Linked DNA regions of Anas platyrhynchos: region 2 is linked to region 1. A link is a contact called in public Hi-C data. All regions are on one chromosome and are shown on one strand. Each heading gives the region's core, a stretch centred on a gene start, on an enhancer-like site or on the middle of the called end of the contact. The rest is flanking DNA. Distances are from core to core; before and after follow the strand shown. Region 1 holds the start of VPS18 (VPS18 core subunit of CORVET and HOPS complexes). Region 2 overlaps INO80 (INO80 complex ATPase subunit).

Region 1 (4,612 bases), core at 1,812-4,311:
AGTCTGACCACACTACCTCCAGCTGGAAAGCCAGACAGATGGGATACGTGGCTAGGTTAACTCATCTGCTTTGCTCCATGAGCAAGTGAAGGATTTCTAAGGCAAGTAGATCCACGCAGCAGGTAGCCTGAACAGGAAGATTAAAAGCAAAACAGAGCTACTACAAGTTAAGGCCACTCACCGCCAAAGCAGCTATCCAGCAAGATGTACACAATGAAAAATTTGTATCTTGGAGGAAACAGACTACCTCCATTCTGAAGAGCATTGGCCTAATAATCTCTAGGCTGGGACAAACAGCATCCCTCCAATGCATATTCCATACCTATAACCTCCTCCACATTATCCTGAAAAACTTTAACTCCAGCCCCATTGTTGTTGAAAACAACAGCACAGTAGTAGAATGCAGCCTAACACTATGATTCCTTTTATTGCTCTTTCTGCCAATATCTTCTCCTTGCTTCTGCCTCAACACTAGGCCAGCTGTGGGATCTTTAAAGGATTGCTGGTTTAGAAGAGAGATGTGCACACGGGAACAGACAAAGCAACCACAATCTGAGTAGGCAGCCTCTTGCTCAGCATGAGTATTTTTCCTCCATGCTGATCCACAGCTGAAATGCTACCCACTCATGCAAATGTGCATTCCTTGCTTTACACTTAAGCAAAACAGATGTTCTTCTGCTCAGGTTAAGCAGCTGCAATGCGAAGGCCTGAACTTGCTGTTATGAATGGTGGTTCAAAACATGCAGACAAAGCTCCCAAGGTAGAGATTCACATGATGTCACAGGTAACCAATATATATTTCCTCCATATATGCTTATACACCCCAACAAGATCTTCAAGTCCCATTCATTCAGAGAGTCTTGATTTCTTTTCAGATTGCCACCAGGCAAAAGGCAGACTGGGACAGAAAGAGGTAGGATGTTTAAGGGATTGTTTGTTTTTTATACAGTTCAAATCAGCACACTGTAGACTTAAGACTGTATCCATTAGCTATAACAACTGCAGCAGCAGTATTAACATGAGGATTTTAACTAGTGTCTGTAACATGACACGGATGCAGTTCTCCAGCTTACAATTCCCTATACAAAGGAGATAAATATTTTACAACTCAATATTCCTTTCAAACAGCCTCCTTCCTCCATCCTGACCTCAATGTCCGCTTTCTGTTCAGGTGAGATCCTACTGCAATATTTCCCACCCTGATTTCTAAAAACTATGTTCTTCCTTAGATCTTTGAATCTGTTCAAGGATTTAAGTTCACCAGCATCAATCGAGTCTACCAGGTCAAAGTAGGGCTTTTCAGGCTGGAACTGGAATACTTGAAGGTTACACTGCAGCTGTACTTGAGCTCTGCAACAGAATCTACAACTCTGAGAAACAGTACCTGTTCTGTAACGTTGGGAATGACTCACTGAAACAGAGAAATACATTTTTAACATCTTCCAGTATTTTCAACATAACCTTAAGGACTGGTTTGAGGAATTTAACTATTAACTTACACTTCTTTCAAAATCAATTTGCTTAAACTTAATTTTGCCCACAACTTTAGGCATTGGAACGGGCTGCCCAGGGAAGTGGTTGAGTCACCATCCCTGGAGGTCTTTAAAAGGTGTTTAGATGTAGAGCTTAGGGATACGGTTTAGTGGAGGACTCTTAGTGTTAGGTCAGAGGTTGGACTTGATCTTGAGGTCTCTTCCAACCTAGAAATTCTGTGATTCTATCAGGCTAAGTTTTGTTCCAAAATGGCAAAGCATTCTGATGTATGAATGACTGAAATCATGACTGGACTGAGTCCTTGCAATTAAGCAGTTTCCAAAACCTCCTTTGCCAACATCATTTGTCACCAAACAGGCAGATTTCCCAACTGTAAGACAGCCATGACCGAAGACAGCGTTGCATAAGTCAAGAAGAAAAGTTGAGTCCTTGGAAATGTATTTTCAGCTGGCACCATGTCCCAACACTGTTTTGTTCAACGAAACCTATTCAGGACACTTACTCTTACATAACATCATGCAACAAAATAACTTAACATACATTAAAACAAACAGTAGGTACATATCTACTTAAGTATGTAGATTCAGAGTAATTTTGTGTGTTTTTTCTTTATAATACATACATGAGTATGTCAATGCATATATGAGTATGACAATTCATCAATGCCATGTATACAAGCATCCCAACCTGTTTTCCCCAAAGACAGCGGGCAGCACTGTATGAGGAAAAGACTTGAAATAACATGCCAATGCATTTCCAGAAGTGTAACCCCCATATGCCAGCTCTGCATAGCAGTTGGTACTACCTTGATGATAACAGGTAGCACAGAATCCTCCCTCAACCAACATTTCCTCCCCCAGCATTCAATATGAAGTGGCATCTGATGGCCATCTATTACTGAACCTACGGGGTTTACCTTGGATTTATCAAGAAGGGTGCTTGCCATTTGGTTGCTTTCTCACATATGAAAGAAATGAGCGACTGGTCACCATACCATTGCTTTACACTGACTGCACACCCCAAATCACCCCAAACAGCGAAACTTTTAGAAAGTTGCGCCAGTATAGGAAACCAACCCCATGCAGGTACAACTGCCTGCACAGCCACTGCGGCTGCAGCAGTTGGGTTCCTTGACAAAGACTAAAAATTAAAAAAGAGGAAGCTGTTGATGTGGCCTCTGACAGCTCCCCCAGCCCTGACCTAGCCGTGCTGCAGCGCGGTGAGGCTGTAGGCACGCCGCCTGCCACAGACACCCACCACACGGCGCCTCGGGGCACTCGGCCTTTCAGGGACACCCCTCGTCCTGAGGCACCCCGGCGCCTGACGTGCCGCACCGGGGCCCGTCCGTCCGTCCGTCCGGGCAGCGGAGAGGCGCTTACCGGAGTGCGGGATGCCCACGGCGGCGCGGCTCTGCTGCACGGCGGCGGAGCGGTGCAGGGAGTCCTCGTACTCGTCCAGGATGGACGCCATGGCGCCCAACGGCCGCACCAACGGCCGCCGCCAACGGCCGCTTCCGCCAGCCCTCACGTGAGCCGCCTCACGTGCCCGCCCGCCGCCGCTCCGCGCCTGCGCCGTGGCCGCCCCCCCCCCGCTCCGCCCCTCCCGGAGCAGGGGGGGGTGAGGGCGCCGCCTCCTCAAGATGGCGGCGGGGGGATTCTCGCTGTAGTGGTGGATGCGCACGCATCTGGTGTCCTCAAACCATAGCTGGCTGCTAATAAACACTTCCATGCAAACTGACACGTCTTTTTTTTGTGACTGTTTGATCCAGTCTTGGCTTTGTAGCTAAGCAGTGATTGCCACAAAGCAGGTGGTGATCCAGCGTAAGGCTGACCTTGAATTGGGATAGATTTACTCTGCCTGTTTGTCCCATCTTTCTAGGCAAAGCTTGCTTGTTAGACCCAACTTCTGTATCAACAATACTTCAAACCTGGATTTTTGTTGTGTTCGGATTATGCCAACAGTTGTATTTACAGCTTTGCCCTCTAAACTAGCAGACTTCGTATCTGGGGTTAATGAAGTTAATCTTACACAACACTTTCAGGCTTCATCTGATTTATATTATTTTACAATGAGAACGTGTGTGTATGTACTGTATGTATACAAAATATATTATGTGTAAACTTCACAACACCTGGCAGAAACAGAAATGTTATCCCTTAGAGTACAGGGCAGTTTAAAGCACAGACAGACACATTGCAAAATTAAAGTTGGTCATCCCCATCTTTGCACATCAGCTGGCAGTGAGTAGCACCACTAGTAGCAGTGGCACATGTACAAACTAACACAGTTACATCTCCTTTTCCTCTGCCCTTCTTCTGCAAACCTCACCCCCATAAACATTGCTCCAAAACACAGCTCTGTGCCTCAGGCCTTCTCCCCAGTGCAGAGCCAGACACGCAGGTCCCACGCTGGCTGGGCTGCTGGAGGCTTTTGTAGCATTCCTCTGCGGGGTCACCTGTGTCTGCTTGGCTGAAAACACAAGGTGGCTCTTCCTGACTCAGCCTGTCTGCAAGCACTGGCAGAAGCCTAAACCCAGGTCCAGCCCCAGCTGTTTACCATCTTTGTGTGACAGCTCTGAGACATAACAAAACCACATTCCTTTGCTCTCCAATCATCCTTATCATCATAAACTGCAAGTGTTCTCATTTGGCTTTTCAAAAGGTACACACAAATCGCATTAGGTTTAGGAAAATTAGGTAGGAAGGGTTTTATTGGACTATCAGATCCATTCTCCCACTCTGGCAGATACCACATCATATACTCCTTTCTCCGTTCCTATCAAGCTCTGTCTGAAAGCGTGGGTTTTTTTCCCCAACTGCTCCAGCCCGTACCTGTCCCAGATGCTGATTGCTCTCATGATTTTGAGCTCTGATTTCCACTCTAATGTAAGCCATGGCTAGTCTGAATCAATTTGTTCTTGTTCAAACACTGTCCTGTAGTGTAAATAGTCCTCCCAATCAGGCATTAACTTCCTTCACAAAAAAATCAACTTAGAACCTTCATTCTGATTGAAAACCCAAGATTTACCAGACCAGGATTTTTCCTTTCTTCTCATAAAAAAAGAAGAAAAGAAAATGAGACAGTTTCCTGGAACATACCAGCATACTAGTATTTTCTG
Region 2 (4,975 bases), core at 2,203-4,702, 200 kb before region 1:
TTCTGATTTTAGCCATTGCAAGAGTTCTGATAATTGCTCAGAGATCTGTACGTTGTCACTGCGGAAGACACATAGAGTTTCCTCTTTCCAAGAGAAATACTTGGTGAATGTTCTTTTCCTGTCTTTTTCATAGGTGGTTACAAGATTTGAGAGGAGTTTTTCGTTACAGACCTAATAACTTCTTAATTTTAATTTTGTTTTTAGAACCTTGTGTTCAGTAGCCACTGTAAAGCAGTTACTGGCTATTCAGATCATGTCATACATCGAAGGAGATCAGCTACCTCATGTGTACGGTGCTGCCAGGTGACTGAGCTGCCGTCCTTCCTGTGCATAGCCAGCCCACGGGTAAGTCCAAGTTAAGTTGTAAATTATGTATTTTCTATTGTGTTTTAAATCTTGTTAGAATTGTGTCTTAGGAACAGGATGATCTATTACTTTCTTTTGGTTGGGTAAAATTGTTGTGAGGATATCCTTTTGCTACCGTATTCTATAGTGCTTTTTTCATAGGGGAAGTCACTTCATAGGGGAAATGACTGCAATGGGTACTGAAGGGAAAAGGAAAGTTGTGAGATGCACCCAACAGGAGTTATTCTGAGATACATAGATTTCACTTTCTTTCCTAATACCAAAAGCAGTAAAATTGTAGAAGAGATCGTGAAGTAGATTTTTTTTATCTCCATATAATCTGAAGGGGGTGTAGGTATGATATAAATTGATTGGGATGATTGTTTGGTCAACTCTGATGACAAAGGGGGCTGAGGACTTTTTTTGAAAAGGATGTTCAGTTTCTCTAGTTGCATGAACTTATGCTCCAAAAATGAAACACTAAATTGTGGTATATCAGGGCTGAGTTGCCATTTCCTAAATCTCCTGGGTATTAAGTGGTACTGCTTGGGATTATCTATCAACTATTAACCAAATTTTGAAATTACTTTAGCTGAAGTTTCCTTGGCTGACACAAGAGACCCTCATAAGTCTATGGCTATTGTTTTAATTCTGTGTTGCTAGATCTTGGCAAAACTGAACAAAATGTACTTATGATTCAAATCTGGGCTTGAATCTACCATTTGTCATCATAATAGATAAGCATATCTATAGAGAGTTTCCACCTTCAGAATAACCTTTTGTAAAAAAGGAGGTTCTGACCCATGCTCTCGCTAAAAGATAAATCACTGAACACTGTTTCTCCTAATCGCGTGGATGAACATTAGTTTTGAGGAAACAGCTAAAAGTAAGATAAACATGCCCTGGATGCCACACAGTGATAGATTTTATAGCATGCTGGGTGAGATATAAAGTTCTACAGGAGTGTCTCTGGCTGCTGGGCACATCCTTGGTCCTGTTAAGAACAGGAAAGCTGAAGCTGTGCACCACCAAGTAGGCAGTGTGTAGTTAGTTTGGTAGATTCCCCCCCTAGATTTTTCTTTTTCTTTACCATGTTATTTGCTGTTCTCAGCTTAGTCTGGTAAATTAAGTAATGTAAATGATAAACTCCAAATCAACAAATGATAATTTATATAATAGGCTTATCTTGCATTGCTTCATGTTCAAATAAAACACAAACTTTTTCTCTCCTGCAGGAAATAATTAATGTTACAATTTTTTCCCGTATACTGTCACATACCCAGGACTCTCCTGGTCAACCCTCTGCTCTTGAGGGAGAGCCCTACCTTAACTGAAAAGTGGGTGTCAGTGGGACTAAGAACGAGGACATCTGCTTCCAGTTACTTTGAAGCAGTATCAGGCTAATAAAATCCCTATCATTTAAAGAGGAATTTTAATGCTATTTGTATATACAAAACCAGGTCAATAGCAGAAGACTTTTATTGCGAGACCATCCAGATGTTACATTCTTCAACCAGTACTGATGTTGTTGCTGCAGCTTGATCAGATGTGGCTGCATGTATGTGTATTATCTTGGTATCTGAAGAAGGGAGGATGGCATCTAGGACAGCTTATCACCTATATACTGCTCCTTGAGCTGAATTGATATCCTTCAGTTCTAGGGGCCAGGAACCCAATTAACTTTTTCCAAAGTCTCATACCGTCTCCTGGTCACAACATGCTACCTTCAAGGTTCAAGGACAAGCAGTTACTCTGAAAGCAAATTGTAGAAATCCCTTCTCCTTCAAATTTCGATCCTTTGATTTGTCACTTTTTGTGCTCAAAATTGAATTACTTTTGAAGAATGCGTTGAATACTGCCTATGCATTAGGCAAGGAAGAGGGGCTCAGAAGGCTGGGTTTGAAGGGGAAGGGAAAGGCGAGCAGAGATCTATCTGACATTTATTCAACTGAATAAAAGTTACTTGTTTTTGTCTTGGCTGGTGTAGAAAAATGATTAAGTGCAGGCATGGCTTTTTGTTTCTAGGAATACAAAGGCTTAATTTTACGCTTGTTAGAAACTTTTGGCAGGAGTGCACAAGACTTGAAACAGCAGAAAGAGCACATATGTTCTCAGAAACTATAGCCTTCTGTTGTTGTTTGACCTGTGATGAATTTTGGGAAGTTAATGGAGCGAATAATAGAAATAGGAGCGTATGTTTATGTAGCAACTATCGGGGTGGGGGGGACTAGTGGAGAGGGGGTATTTAGCACCGTAGTTTTCTTTCTATAGGGGCTGTTTTCCTGAGTACAAATAGGCCTCAATTCCCCAAAAATAAGTTTTAAAATTACTAAGCTACTGAATTAAAAGTGGTAATACATTCATATATCCCTATCACCCTAATTTGGGACATATTTCTGAGCCATGACTTGCATTCTGTGGATTTGCCAAGAATATGTTGATAAAGGATAGGTTAGTACTAAGGAGTGTATCCAACCTTTTATTACAAGTAAAACCACAAAAACGAAACTGAAACAAAAAAAAGAACCATGGCAAAAGGGCCATGGTAAGAGCAGGAGCATGAACAAGCTTAAATGGAAGACTTTTTTGACCTGTTTCAGAATATTTTGTGGTTTTTTTTTTTTTTTCATGTAAGGCAATGTAAAAGATGGAGAACTCCGAATTAGTGTATGTGTGCATTAAAAAAAAAGTGGAGCTGACAGTGAAGATGGTCTGATGTCCTCAGATGTTAGTCAGTGTCACACAGGTGTTATTCCCTCCTGTGTGGGAAGTTTTGTTCATGTTCATGCAGAAGTTGCACTGAGGCAGAGTTCATCTCAAGATTGACTCCTAATAGTTCTTCCTTTAGGTGAGGTATTATAGATTGCCTGTGCTTGGAAGAGTGTTTGTTCCAGTCTATTTAGTAAGGAAATACAAACAGAAATTGATGATGGTTAAGTGATGGCTAATAGTGTCCTTAAAGGAAACAATGCAGTTCTCTACCATAGTTTGCAGTGGTCATCAGTGTTGAGGCAACAAGATTTGAACTGAATTGTGAGAGGTTTTGCCCTCTCACACAAAAGACAGTCCTATACTTTGACTGCAGGTGGCAGTACAAGATAGCATCAGCTCCAGCATTATCTAGCGAGTGGTGGAAATGTGTATAAAGCCTTACTTAGCGCAGTGCCTTTCACTTTGCAGTGTTGCATGCGACTGCATGTAGACCTATAAGCCATCCTAGTATAAAAATAGCTCTTGGTATCTTGCAGAACAATGGCTTTAGAATTGTTGCTAAGATTCTGTATGCTTTTTGGGTTTTGTTTCAATATGTCCTATAATTGTGCTCATGAATCTTTTTAAACAAGAGAGTGACCCTTACAAAGGTAACTGTTAGCAAGATGAATTTATTCTTACGAGAAGAGCTCCTGTAAACCAGGAGTAGACCACAGGCTTTCATCAAGAAGATCTTGCTTAATGTCTCTTGCCTTGTGTTAGCTGGTGTATGTCCAGAGAGGAGTAGCTAGCATCTAAGACAGCAGGCAGCCTGTCCTGAGGTATGGGATGCTTCATCATGCAGTTCTAAAGTACAGTATGAAAAATTGTTGCTGTTTCACTGCTTAGCATTTAGTTAAGCCATTAGAAGCTTTTTATTGACATGCTATAATGTTATGTATATTATTCTCAATATGTAGCAGTCAGTTGCATCATACCAGAGTAAGCTTGAAGAAGAAATTCCTCCCCCTTCCAAAACATAAAAGCTGCAATAGTAAGGTGCTTCTTTCACTGCACTTAAAGTTTCAGTCTCTGCTAGGTAAATACTTGATTGTGAAGGGCAGAAATAAAAAAAAAAAAAGGAAAAGAAATATAGGCAAAATGCAGCAAGGATATTATTCTTTTACTCTCAGCTTTGCTATCAGTTGTGTAGGAATTAGCACAAAACACTGTATCAAAATGCAAATGGTTTGTCTTATCATTCTTGAGGCTTTTTTTGTGGGGTGGAAAGATGTTGCATCTTCCTTTATTGTAAACCAGTTTAAGGTTGTTTTCTATTTGTATACATCAGTAATGATTTGGCTTTTAAAATTTGAACCACTGGGAAGGTAACTGAACTGGGAATTTGGGGAAGGGGATGAGGACAACCTGAATAAGAATGTCAATTATGATTTTACTCATAGGTAACAGCTGTGCCACTAGAGTTCTATTGCAACGATCGAAGCGCAGAATATGAGCGCAGGGCACTAAGGGAAGGAGGAAGTCTTGAAGCAAAGCAGTGTGTAGTCAATGGAGCCCCTGAACTAGCAGCTGACTGGCTGAAGCAATGCTCCCAGTTCTTCCCAGAATATCCAGGAGGACTGTTGGGAATCAGGCCTCAGAACGGCTGGTCTTTTATCAGGATACCAGGTAAGTTTGGAGGTTGTCATGGCAGAGGGATGAGATAAGTAAGGCCATCTGCTCTTCGGAGGTCATGCTGCTTGCTTACTGTTTTGTGTTTTGCTTGCTCATCTTAAGTGAAAATTAACCCCTGTATCGTAAAATACACCATGATTTCACATCCTTTGTCAGCAGTAAACCTCTCTTTGCATGTCAGTCTTCAAAGCCTCTTGAAAGAGGTAAATTTGATAAATAAAGTGCAGTCTACTCTCACAACCAA

Evidence for each region. A called contact is a pair of places that touch in the nucleus more often than the background predicts.
Region 2: a Hi-C map of liver shows a contact between it and region 1, with 3 times the contacts expected there. The contact joins the enhancer-like site here to the promoter of VPS18 in region 1. A contact is called at or near these places in 4 of 8 Hi-C or Micro-C datasets (liver, skeletal muscle and subcutaneous adipose tissue).

Annotation. Positions count from the first base shown.
Region 1 is chr5:33,077,113-33,081,724 of IASCAAS_PekinDuck_T2T, reverse strand. VPS18 (VPS18 core subunit of CORVET and HOPS complexes) reads right to left here and starts at 3,061. Exons shown (of 5, transcript XM_027457926.3): 1 at 2,874-3,061. The coding sequence starts at 2,964.
Region 2 is chr5:33,277,543-33,282,517 of IASCAAS_PekinDuck_T2T, reverse strand. INO80 (INO80 complex ATPase subunit) reads left to right here. Exons shown (of 36, transcript XM_038179341.2): 25 at 205-345; 26 at 4,500-4,725. Among named protein-coding and RNA genes, the nearest start is that of INO80, 40 kb to the left of the region's middle. Within about 2 kb of position 3,452, at least 1 of the 8 cell types and tissues checked has an H3K27ac peak or open chromatin away from gene starts, as enhancers often do. A contact at or near this core is called in subcutaneous adipose tissue, where this site is marked.